2 separate regions of the Arabidopsis thaliana genome follow, and region 1 is linked to region 2. The links are chromatin contacts, called in public capture Hi-C maps. All regions are on one chromosome and are shown on one strand. The core of a region is the stretch at or near the end of the contact, and the rest is flanking DNA. Distances in the headings are between cores, read along the strand shown.

Region 1 (6,405 bases), core at 556-3,055, 960 kb after region 2:
AGCTAAACAAATAAAATACAAAGCGACTGAGGATTTGTTTTTTTTATAGTTAAATAAGAATGATACTTTTCAGAAAGATCATGAAATAATTTAGTCAATGGATTACGTGTTTGGATTTGTGTGTATGTACCGATTATCGAAAACACTTCGTTTTCTAGATATATAAATCTCATGCGCCGACGTTACTTTACTTAAGATCAAAAATTTCAAATTTATAACGTTTATTACGACCAAAAATACATAGAGTTGGTAAGAAATATATTTTTTAACAACGAACACAACCATTGATCAACTATACAACCTTTTGGATTGTCCACATAGTTCATGTAGTAGTAGTATGCCAAAAAGCTATAGAGGATTCAATGAATACGGTTTGGAGATCGATCTATATATTTTTTACTGACACGATTTAACGGATACATATATAAAATATATGTATATTTTAGAGGGATAAAGATTTAGATCTAAGTAAAAAAGTAAATTATTGTAACATTACCAGGAGATGATCTTGTGAAGAGTTACGTTGTTCTTGTTGCCTCATGACGGCAACAAGTTGCATTTGTAAGGCATTGAAGTTGGTCGTCGCTTGGCTCAACATATCTCTTAGCCTTTGATTCTCTATTTTCATCTTCTTGAGCTCTTCTTGTAGTTGTGCGTTCTTCATTTCATTTATTACAACCAAAGACATATACATATTAGAACGAGAAAAAAAAACTAAACGTCTCCCAAATTTTGAACAGTAATCTATTGAAAATTTGTGCTTTTAGGTCTTTTCAATTAATTTTACTGCTCTCGAACCAAACAGCATTCAGTGGAGTTAGAAGGATGTAGTATTTTGTGTTCGTGGATAAATTAGTTACAGATTAAAATGGAAAACGAGTAAAAAAAAAAAAAAAAAGGTACCTCAATCTTTGCACGTTTATCTTCCATATCCATTGATAGTCCATCATCCACCGTTGACTCATCGCTTCCCGTATTCGCGGTCAGAAGATTCAGACCGATCTATATATATATTTACACAGTATTAATACATTAACCAGATTCAGTTTATCTGTGTAGTAATGTAAAAATAATAAAATTAACTGTTTGCAAAATAATTGTTGCTAGTGTTATGAGCATTCACATCACATCTCACCAACCAAAGAAATATATTTCAACACATATAAGAAATAAAATAAATCATTTAATATCGATAGCAAAAATTAGGAGAAAATCAACTATACTTACATTGACATCTCTGGAACGATCGTTTTCTTCAACTCGTGAACCCTCCATTTTGATGAGAACCTTATTGCCTTCGTCGTCGTCGTCGTTGATGTTCTCACGTGAAACCCTATCTCTCTTCTCTGAGAAGAAGTCAACCTCATCAACCACCACACGATGGTCATCCAACGGTGTGATCTGATCGTGACGGTCTTCGTCACGTGAACCGCCTAGACTCACTGGAAACCGGAACATCTAAGTCTGTGCGTGATACTGATTATTGTAACGATGATTATTTTCTTTGTTGTTGATTGGATTCTCCAAAACCCTAGGAATGTAACTTGCCAGGTAAGATAAAAATGTACGTTTTGATAATTAATCCAGTTTGATGGATCCGTACAGTATCGTATAGTAAGTACCGTTTTGGTGCTTCTCCATATATAGGAAGATCAAAAAGGAAAAGAGCAAAGCAAAAGATCTTAGAAAGAGAGAGAAAGAGTTTGATTAAATTATGTGGTTATTATCGATGAGAGAGTCTCTTACCGGTCCAGATGATTCGCCTACAAAAAGGGTTTTGGCGTCGACTCAAATATCTCTCCAAATTGTATTTTATCATTTATCAATTATATAGATTATATAAATGTATATTTAGGTTTAAGATAGAAGAATCTTGTAGGAAGTTTCGTGGAGACTTTTGGTTTTGTTAAAAAGCGTCAGAGTCTGCGTCATGTGTCTGCCACCTGACATTATAGGAGGAACATGGGTCCCATAATCTAATAGACATATTGCACGTTTACATTTGGTCTTTCTATTGTCTTAACAAACATGCTGCTGTTTTATGATTCGAGTAATGATAAAACTGCGTGGTGTTTCAAATGAAAACTAAAAGACTCCATATTGCTTTTGTTTTATATATTTCAACTCCATGCTCTATGTCTATTGATTTAATTAAGTTTTAGCTATATTGGTACGGAACTCATAGACGTGTGTGATTTTAGATAAATCAAATCCATTACACTAATATATCTAGATAATTTTCTTAAGATATTAAAAAGTCAAATTTCTCTTCTTAAGAAAATATTTATGAATGTTTTTGGATTTTCTTAACTAAATTTGAAAATCTCATTGAACATGTCAATATACACACAAAGAAATTGAAATGCGGCGAAAAGTAGGTGATTTCTAGAAAAGCTATTTTTATACAAATTGGAAATCAGTTATTAATGGATCTTATTCAGGTTTAGTTTTTCCTCATTTTAAGAAATATTTTTGACTATTTCTAATATTAGATCAAAGGATTGGAAAAAAAAGACACCGCTAGCAACTAGATCGGCACCTTTCACGTGATTAAAAATACGTTTTTATGGCAAAAGAATATTCTTACAACCAATTCTTAATTTTGTTGAGACTCGTTTAATAGACGGTACAGTGCATTACTAGTTTTTTTTTTTTAACTAGTATGTATTGATACATAACGTAAGCCGTACGCACATGTGCATATAGTTGTGTTCGTGTGTGTGAAACCTTTTAGTTTGGAGGAAATAAACTTTAAACCGACGTACGTCGAGCAAACTAATTAGAAAGTGAACCCTAAACAAGTAATATTGAATAACTAGGTATTTCAAACAAGTACCTTCTCATCCTATCATATATTCCATTGTTCAGGTTTTGTAGATTTCGGTAAGAAAGAAAATAAGAGTTTGAACTTTCACATAAAGAATCTCATCCTTCCGATTTATCATAGAAGCATATCTCATAAATGGCACTTTAAAAGGATTTTCGTGATTATTATAAGAAGTCATGTACTAAAACTAACAAGTATAAACGCACAAAAAAAATAAAAGATATTAACACAAAAATATGTAACCATTGTTGGTTTCACTTTGTTATATGCACAAACATCTAATGAATAGTACTATTTTTGGGGAAATTTCATAATGTTTAAAATATATAGAAGAATATAAAGTCCCGATCATATTATATATATAAATATATATATTGGATAATGTCTCACTATATGCAGAAACTATAGTTTAGAGAAAATTTTAAGTATATCGCTATTTTTTCTTAACGTATGTTAATTTCTTGTCTTGCTAAAATAAGAAATTAATTGTTTTAACTGCGTAACTTTTTTGATATATTTTAACATAAGAAAAATAATAAAAATAAAAGAAAACATATAAAGTCAAAATCAACAAAATGAGGTTGGCTTCGTTTACAGGTAAGAGTGCCTAATAGGCTTCCCCACTGTGTCCCTCAAAGTAGTTCCAAGAATTAACTTATACTAGGTGATCATCCGCGCTACGTCGCGGTTTAAACAACGTTCATCTAGCAGAGGGTAGTGTTCGATTCTACAATCCTAAGAATTTGATGATGGAGCTTCGTACGTATTATGCACTCTTAGTGATTTATTATATAAATATCAATTTAAGAGAATAACCTACTCAAATCATTAGCTAATCCACGATTATTATATAATCATACTTTGAGTTTGGATTACAAAAAAATCTTTAAGTATAAAAAAACTATTAAAATGATTTTATTGAAAAATCTTTTAATATTAAAATAAATTCAGTAATAGTATATTGAATATATAATAAAATAATATATAAAATTGAATAATAAATGTATCACTAACCTATAATTAATAATTCATTACATTAATTATTTAATAAACATATGACAAATGTTAAAATGATGATGTGTCAATCATATAAAAAAAATTTACTAACTTTCATATATATGATTTGTTGACATTCATACCGTAGAACCCGATCACTTCCTTTGACTTTCTTTTCTTAGTTTTGTATAAATAATTTGTATCGAGTGATTGATTATCTTCAATTTCTTGGAATATTAAATTACTGAAAGAAAAAAAGAAGAGAAAACATAAACAGTTCCTAGACCAATGACTACTTAAAGAAAGATTTCAGCGTTTTGTTCTCTGTTCTCTTTGGTAATCATTTGGCTTGAAGATTCAAGTAGTAGTCAGACTATCTTGGGTAATAAGTATAACCAGTACTGATTCATGTTTATTAAAAATAAATTACTGTTTTGGAGTGCGTTTAATTTTACATTTCCCGTATTGATCTGATCGAGTTTTACTAATATGCAAGTGCACCGTGAAGTGTAAACATTATATATAGTAGTGAACCATAAGGACTAGTTCTCACATGCTAAAGATACGGGAAATGAATCCTTCTAATCTAAGATGGGTAATATAGATTTTAGATTTTTACAAAGGTTAAACAAAAAATAATTAAAATAATTAATAGCGAACCAAGAAACTTGTAATTGCAAATAAAATACATGATGATTAACTAAAAAACCTAATCAAATATGCCCTAAAGAGAAACGAGACGGTTTATATACTTAAAAATCAAATTAAACAAGCATTTGTCAATAGGGATTCATCATAGGTATTGAGGATTTAAAACATAAAATAAGAGATAGAGGCAATCATTAAGTATCAATACCATCAATTTAATACTAATTAGTCCTCTCTTGGAGCACAAAACATATATTTTAATTACATGAAGTTGCTAAAATATATATTTTCTAACTATACATATATAGTAATTAGAGAGATGATTTGTGAGTTTTCTTCTTTATATGTTTAACACGATATCAAAGGAAACATTACAAAGTTAATTACTAACACTGACTTCAAAAAGAATTCATACAACCCATATTACTCAACGATATCAGAGGTTCCAAGTCTTCTTTTGCTGCTATACAATATTACGAATTTCTTGTAGTCTAAATGCATGTTTCGCTATCTTACAATAATGGCGTACCAACTTTTTAGTTTTTAAATGAGAAGTTGAATTGAGTGAAAATCAACCCATTCAGTCTCTTTGATATATCCAATATAATTAACTAAAATTCAGAAAGTGTCAATATGACATACACAGTTGAGAAATAGTCCAAATTTTGATAGAAAACCAACCCGTCCATAACTTGTTTTTAAGTCATTATAACTAGTATAGCTTACAAGTTGACATTCTTAAAACAATTTTATTAAGTACAAAGTGAAATTCAAAAGGATGTTGAAATCTTTTGCAATGATCATTTCGAAGGTGAAATCAATGAACTGACGGTTCTCTCCAAAAAAACAAAACACTCTCAGTTCTTTTTCATCGTCTTACCAATGTTTGACACCTCAAATGGCCATATTTATAACATGTGTGCCCTATTCCACTACTATACAGCTATATCTGTAGACTGCATATATAAAAAGAAAATTAAAAACTATTCAAGAACTATCTTGTGGCAAGAAACCAAAAAATAATATAATTAATGTCTAATCAAGAACTAAGTTGTGTCATTCATTACATGGTTCAAGACATCATGGTCATAGATAGAACTGCAGTAAATAGTGATTTTCATCACCGCTAACTTTTAGTTACTGACAGAATATGTCAAAATTCATGTTATGTACTTTGAATTATCCAAAAGAGAAAAGAAAAAAAAAAATCAGAGAATATAAAATGTATCACACATAACGGAACAAATCGAACTACATTACACAGATTTTTTATTAAATTAGTGCAGCTGCATTGACCAATGTGTGTTTGATTCTCTAGCTTATACGTCAGCTAGGATGCAATAAGCTAACGTGCATCTTGGGATACAAGTCTTAGTCAACCGAGTGCCTAAACTGAAAATATACATATGAAATAATTTAGAGTCTATAATTTGTTCAATTTTATACCCCCGTTATAATTGCCAGTCTTGAAAAAAGAAAAAAGTGCCGGTTTTGTTGATATAAAACAAGAAAAAAATGCCGATCTTTATTGTGAAAAGAATAACACTTCAAATTTCAAAAAATTGAATTTCATCATTTAGTTGAAGTTTTAATTGACTGTGGCAAATAGAAAACTGAAGCACTTAGGCAGAATTTATATGATAATAAACATGGAGAATTTGGAACGATACTTAATTTGAGTATAAATAAAGTTAGAGCTAAGTAGCTAACATGAATTCACAAATTATAAAATTTTAGTTTTCTAATATGTAGGAAAGTTTAATTGTAAAAACACTAATAAATTAGACAGAAACATAAAGGATGGGCAGGATAGAGCTTGCAAAATTTAGATTATTTAAAGAGAACACTTAAAAGTCTTCAGTTTTTGTTTGTCATGTTAATAGTCCATAGTTCATAAATCATAATCAACCAAAGTCAAAGTCTATCGATATCCG
Region 2 (6,647 bases), core at 1,837-4,336:
GTTATCTATTCAACAATTTTGTTGGAGATCGAAGTTTCAGCGAGGTTGTCACTGAAGCAAAGAACGCAGGTTTCACTGAGCCTGATCCAAGAGATGATTTATCTGGAACTGATGTTGCAAGGAAGGTACGTTAACTCTTCTATCTATCAAACTAACCTAGTAAAGTTCTGAAACTGATGATAGTCTCTCTCATTGAGCCAAAACCCTTCTGTTTGTGCAGGTGATTATCCTCGCTCGAGAATCTGGACTGAAATTGGACCTCGCTGATCTCCCCATTAGAAGTCTCGTACCAGAACCTCTAAAAGTATAAGATCTCTCTATATGTATATCTCATTAACAGCAAAACTAACAATGTCTGCACTCAATGTCCTTCCTAATTCTACTTTCAGGGATGCACTTCTGTTGAAGAATTCATGGAGAAACTCCCACAGTACGATGGAGACCTAGCAAAAGAAAGGCTAGATGCTGAAAACTCTGGGGAAGTAAGATTATTCACAACAAACGTTTTCCCTTTCGATCAATGTGATCATATTTTAACCATATATATATGTATGTAAACTTGAATTTAGGTTCTGAGATATGTTGGAGTGGTGGACGCTGTTAACCAAAAGGGAACAGTTGAACTTCGAAGATACAAGAAAGAACATCCATTTGCGCAGCTCGCAGGTTCAGACAACATAATAGCCTTCACAACGACAAGGTACAAGGATCATCCACTTATAGTCCGAGGACCTGGAGCTGGTGCTCAAGTCACGGCCGGTGGTATATTCAGCGACATACTAAGGCTTGCATCTTATCTCGGTGCACCGTCTTAACTGGTGAAGAAAACACCCCACATTAGTTATCAGTTTTGCTATTATCTTCCCGCTTAAAGTATCAGCTTCGGATCAACTACCTTTTGCTGGTCTTTGTAGTTTTTTGTGGTAACATGTACAATAGCAACTAGTTTTGTTGGATATGTTTTGATTTTTTTTAATACAGTTTCATTTGTTTAATATTTACAAATCAAAACGATTTGATATTTAATAAAAAGGAGCATTTAGAATATCTATTTTTTTGGTTTTATATAATATAATTAATTCTCCTTATAAGATTTCTGCAATGTACTACCATGCATTTTTTCTGAAAACCATGATAATACAAATTTACAAGCGGCTTTCCAAATATCAGATTTAAAATTTAAAAGCATGCATGCATAGATTTACACGTAAGTGATGTTTTTTCATAATGCGTATTTTTATAGAAACCAAACTTTATTTAATTATTTTTTGTTTACAATGATTTAATTAGCAAGCGTGAAAACAAGATACGCACACTTCGTTTTAATAAAAGGCAACACTTACGAGAAAAAAAGAAAGAAAGATACGTTTGTCTAAAAAAAAAAAAAAAAAAAAAAAAGATACGCAAGACGTGTTTTATATGTCTTAGAATAACATAAGCCAACATGTTATATTCTTTACTCGTCATTATTTATTTCTTCTTCTTTAGTGGTTGTCTCCGCTGGTTGTCTTTGTCTCTTTAGCATCCCATGCTTGCGATGCTTCAAATTTCCAAAAATCCATATATAAGACTTGGTACTTATCCGATATGACACTAAATATACTTTTTGTTGCAATTCATGAAATAAGAATAGCAACTCCGTTACGAAAATGTAAATAAAGAAAAAAATAAAGATTCATAAGTACAAAAAGACGAACCTGCACGAGATAGGCCAAAATTATCATCAGCTCCAACATGCCATGAGAAGTAACCAAGCAAACCTTTCTGTTTAGCGTATTTTACTTTAGCCACGACGCTCTGATGATCATCGTACCCAATCAAACTCGTCCCGGCAAAGCAGTAATCTCCAACCACCGTCGAGTCAAAAACCGGTCTTGCTTTGTGATCCACTATTAACCTTTTTATCTGATCGTAGTTGATAGAACCCTCAGCTGATGTAGCTACTCGGCTGGTGGCCGCATCATTGCCGCTTCCTAGACTCCAGGTCCATCCAACGTATGGAAATCCCAAGACTGCTTTCTTCGCCGGAAGTCCGGCCTTAATCCACTCTTTCAAACCATAGTCCCCACATGGACCTATCAACCAAATTATATTACAGTTAAACCCTTGACCAACCAAAATAAATTACTCACCTGATTTTACTTTTTAATTGATAAATCCTATGATCGATCTGGTCAGTCCTAGTAAGAACACACCTAGTGATATTTGTACAAAAGGTTTTAGGCAAAAGTCTGTAAACCTCTAAACCCGAAACCAAAGTATGTAATATTAGTTTTTTTTCAAACCCCACAGGAACACACATACTAATATTTGTACCTTTCGGGTTTGAGGGATCAAACAGAGCGGCGGGTGGACCAATGGTTGTGGATGAAGAGTAGAAATCATAGGCAATAAGGTTAACCCAATCCAATTTTTTTTTAATCTCCCGAATTGGGTAGGAAACAGAATCGTAAACCGGAGAGTAGTAAACCGCAGCCGTCAATAGCAAAGGCATTCTTTCGGTGCGTTCAGCATCGTCCTCAATCGCTTCTCGCCATTGTTCAAGTAGTTGACCAAAGTTTCTCATCTCCACATCATCTTTTGGGTACTTCCAAACCAGATCAAGTCCGTCAAATCGATAGTATCTAGCGCTGGAGATCGCAGACCAAATGAAGGATTTACGAGAAGTGGGGTTACTTGCCATAGACGCAAACGCGGATTTATCTGCGTTTCTTCCGCCGATGGACAAGAGGGTTTGCACGTGAGGGTTTTTCTTCTTGACGATTTTAGTGAAGTTGGAGAATTCTTGTTCGTGAGCGCCGGAGACAACGACGCTGTTGGTCTGAGGGTCAAGGTCGGCAAAGGCGCAGAAAAGATGAGTGAAGAGAGTTGAATCGATTAGCACGGCTGAGGATTGTGGGACTACGCTTCCGGTGGTTGGGGATGATGCACCATCTGGGAACCAATAGGATGCTTTAACTACTTCCGTATACATTTTTGTCTGAAAGTCTTTTACGAAATGCTTTCTGTGTTATTTTGTTTGTTGTGCCTTGCAGTACAAACTAAGAGGGTGCTTTCATTCTCTATCTATAGGGAATTTGGGAAGAGGTATTATAAATATTGAAAGAAAAGAATATTTTCAACTTTGAATTTAGAAGGATTATAGTGGATTTAAGTTGATTTTCAAAGACTGCCAAAGTCTTTGTTAAATGTTGTGACTGTGACACCAGACCCATCAAGGAGCGCATTCATATCATAGTTGATGTATTTTTTATTTCACAAATCTCTTTTTAAGTTTAAAAATTAATTTATGGTAGTCAAGTAGTTGAAGAATTTAACGTATAATATAAGTATAAAAGTTTTGGTTTGACTACTCCCATTATGATTTCAATCAACGTTGGCAACTGGCAAGAATATCTAAACAACAACATATGTTACAGATCAACAACATATGAATATTTTACCAAGTTATACGTCTAATAGGTATGTCATATCTCTAGAGTGGGAATGTTTATATTATAGTTTTTTCCAACATGAAATTAATACACTAAAAAGGAAAAGTATAGTCTTCCAACAATAGAAGGAATAATATAAAAAAAGACTTGGTTATAGTCCATAGAATTAAAAAAGGCTCCGGTCATATAGTCCATATTAACAAGTCTATTTGTCTACCAATGAACTGGTTCACATGCATTATAATAATATTGTACATTCTTCATTAAACTGGACATTAATTAATTGAGGAATTCCTATAAGATTATTGTATGAGCCGTGCATGTGTACAACATTATCGCAACTCATATAACTTTGAAAATTCAAAATGAAATAATGAGACGGTTTGGTCTAGAATTGTCACAACATTTTTATTGAAATGTGCAGATCAGATTGTAAATCAATCTGTTAGTCATAAAAGAATGCATGTTTAAAAACAAGCACCTCTATTACAATTTTATTGCGTTCAAGTTAGTCAGAAGGGAGTAGATTGATAGTAAAAGATATGCTGCATGCTTGATTCTGGAATCTCTTTTCATTGTGGTTCACTCAGTGTCGGTCCTGATAAATATGAGGCCCAATACAAAACAATTTTTTTTTATATAAGTTTTGTTGATAAAAGTTAAAATTTGAGACCAAATCTTAAAATTTCGGGAATCAGACCTATTTTTGCAATAACAAATAGATAAATTTAAAAATTAAGATTAAATATTAAGTTTCAGAAACATAAGACCTAGTTTTGCAATAACAAATTTTTTGGGAGGTCTAACTTTGTTACTAAAACGTTTATTTAGTTTTGGAAGCTCAATACCCATGTACCTTTGAATGATTAGTTAAAGAGAATTTCAATGTTTTTCTCTTATATCGATTCAGCTCTTTTATTCTTTTCTTTTCTTTAGGGGTTTATAAAGATTTTAGCTTTTCTAAACTATTGTAAATGATCATTTCTTTTGGTATCTAAATTCATATATCATTATATATATTTTTTTCCCGATAAGATGTGAATTATTGAATGATTAAACAAAATATATCAAACAGGCCACAGTAATTGTATATTTATACGTTAATCATAAGTTTGTAAGTTCAAGTCGTACGGTCTAAATTTGTTAGATGATCTCTTAATAATATAAAGCAAGCATGTTGTTTGTTATTTTTCATATAGAATCAAACATTTCTTTAAGAAAAGAAGAAGATATATAGAAATCAAACATTTTTATTTATTGTATAAATTTTTTTTTTTGTTTACAAGGATATGATACAACAAGCATGTTTTATTTTTATTACAGATAGCAAGATACCGATAAGGAGAGAGGCGTGTTTTATTTTATATCTTACAATAACACATAAGCAAACATGTTTTATTCTTCACTCGTCTTTTATTTATTTCTTCATTCACTTTTACTTGTGGCCGGAACTCCACCGATGGTTGTCTATTAAACACCCCATGCTTTGGATGCTGTAAATATCAAAATACATATATGAGAGACTCGGTAGTGTTGAATTAATCCCATATATAGGATTTATAATTTTTGCTGCAATTCATAAACGAAACAAAAAAAAAGGTATTTATGTAGAAAAAGAAAGAGGCGAACCTGCATTAGATAGAACAGTGTTATCGTCAGCTCCAACGTTCCATGCAAAGTAACCAAGCAGACCGTTCTGCTTAGCGTATCACACTTTGGCCTCGACGCTCTGAGTATCTTCGTACCCAATCCAAATCTTCTTGGCGAAACAATAATGTCCGACAACCTTGGGGTCATAAACCTTTGCTGCTTCCTCATCCCTTATGAACTTGTTTATCTGAGCATAGTTTATAGAACCGTCCTCAGATACGTCATCCTCAGATTTGGCTACGCCGGCAGCGGCCGCATTATAACCGGTATCTTTATCGTTTTGGAGAGTCCAGGCCCAGCCAACGTAGGAGAATCCCAAGACTGCTTTCTTCTCGGGAAGTCCGTCCTTAATCCACTGTTTCAAACCAGAGTCGCCGCTTGGACCTATCAACCAAAGTACCAATATATAGTTCCAAGTTAAACAAAAAAAAAAAAAATTGATCACCGAAGTATCCCTTCTTAAATGATATACTACAACTATATATGCTTAATTATACCTTCGTTGTTAGAAGAAACGTGCAGACCGGCGGTTGGAACGGTAAATTTGGAGGACGACACCGGTCCGTAAAAATCATAGGCTATAATATTAACCCAATCCAAGCTTTCTCTCATCACTTGAACCGGGTAGGTAAACGTCTTGTAAACCGAGGAGTAGTAAACCGCAGCGGTCAACAGCAAAGTCGGTTTGCTGCTGCGTCTGCTCTCGGCCTCAACCGCTGCTCGCAATTCTCCAACTAGATTCCCAAAGTCGGTCATCTCATGATCACTGTACGGGTACTCCCAGGCTAAATCGAGACCATGGAATCCGTTGGATCTAGCGATAAAAATCCAAGAATCAATGAACGTTTTCCGAGACTGGTGGTTACTTGCCATGGACGCAAACGCAGAATTGTTTGCATTTTTTCCGCCGATGGACAAGAGGGTCTTCACCTGAGGGTTTCGAATCTTGACGGTTTCCGTGAAGGTGGAAAATATGAATTCGTGCGCTTGGGAGACAAAAACTTTGTGGGAGTTAGCGTCGAGATCGGCGAAGGCGCAGAAAAGGTGAGTGAAGAGAGCTGAGGGAATGGTTTCGGCCGAGGTTATGGGGTCCTGGGTCTCTCCATCTGGGAACCAGTACGAAGCTTTTACCTCGGCGGAGGGGGATCCCAGAATCACAGTAGAAGTCATTTTGGTCTCAAAGTGTTTCTTTGCTTTCTCTTTGTGTTTCTTTGCTTGTTTTGCTTTGTAGTAGTACCTAAGAGGGTGCTTCCCTTCTCTATTTATAGGGATTTTGGAAATATATTTTTTAAAAAATAATTAATCCAGACTAATTCAATTCTTGAAAACCAAAGGTCTTTGCTAAATTAATGCTGTCACTGTGACACCATTCATTAAGAAGCTCATTCTTATTATACTTGATGTATTCTTATTTAACACTTTTTGTGAAGTTTAAACCCTAATTTATTGTTGAGACGTCGTTGAAGAGTACTTTATCTTGCTAGTTTTTAAAACTAGGGTCCGTCTGACTTTTTCCACGGTGATTTTAATTATGTTTTCATGCTATCAATGTCATGGATACAC

The links. Capture Hi-C pulls out chosen DNA fragments and counts their contacts.
Region 1: a contact with region 2 is called in a capture Hi-C map of seedling, with 4 times the contacts expected there. A contact is called at or near these places in 4 of 26 Hi-C or Micro-C datasets (cotyledon, seedling and shoot) and 3 of 3 other capture datasets (root, seedling and shoot).

The regions. Positions count from the first base shown.
Region 1 is chr4:11,692,777-11,699,181 of TAIR10.1, forward strand. It overlaps WRKY31 (WRKY DNA-binding protein 31), which reads right to left and starts at 1,806. Exons shown (of 6, transcript NM_118328.4): 1 at 1,228-1,806; 2 at 904-1,002; 3 at 497-658. The coding sequence starts at 1,458.
Region 2 is chr4:10,728,722-10,735,368 of TAIR10.1, forward strand. AT4G19720 (Glycosyl hydrolase family protein with chitinase insertion domain-containing protein) reads right to left here and starts at 3,087. Exons shown (of 3, transcript NM_001341372.1): 1 at 2,317-3,087; 2 at 1,698-2,075; 3 at 1,245-1,540. The coding sequence starts at 2,974. The coding sequence ends at 1,485. AK-HSDH II (aspartate kinase-homoserine dehydrogenase ii) reads left to right here. Exons shown (of 18, transcript NM_202847.3): 15 at 1-125; 16 at 221-304; 17 at 390-482; 18 at 570-1,047. The coding sequence ends at 815. AT4G19730 (Glycosyl hydrolase superfamily protein) reads right to left here and starts at 6,254. Exons shown (of 2, transcript NM_118093.1): 1 at 5,582-6,254; 2 at 5,143-5,468. The coding sequence starts at 6,254. The coding sequence ends at 5,143.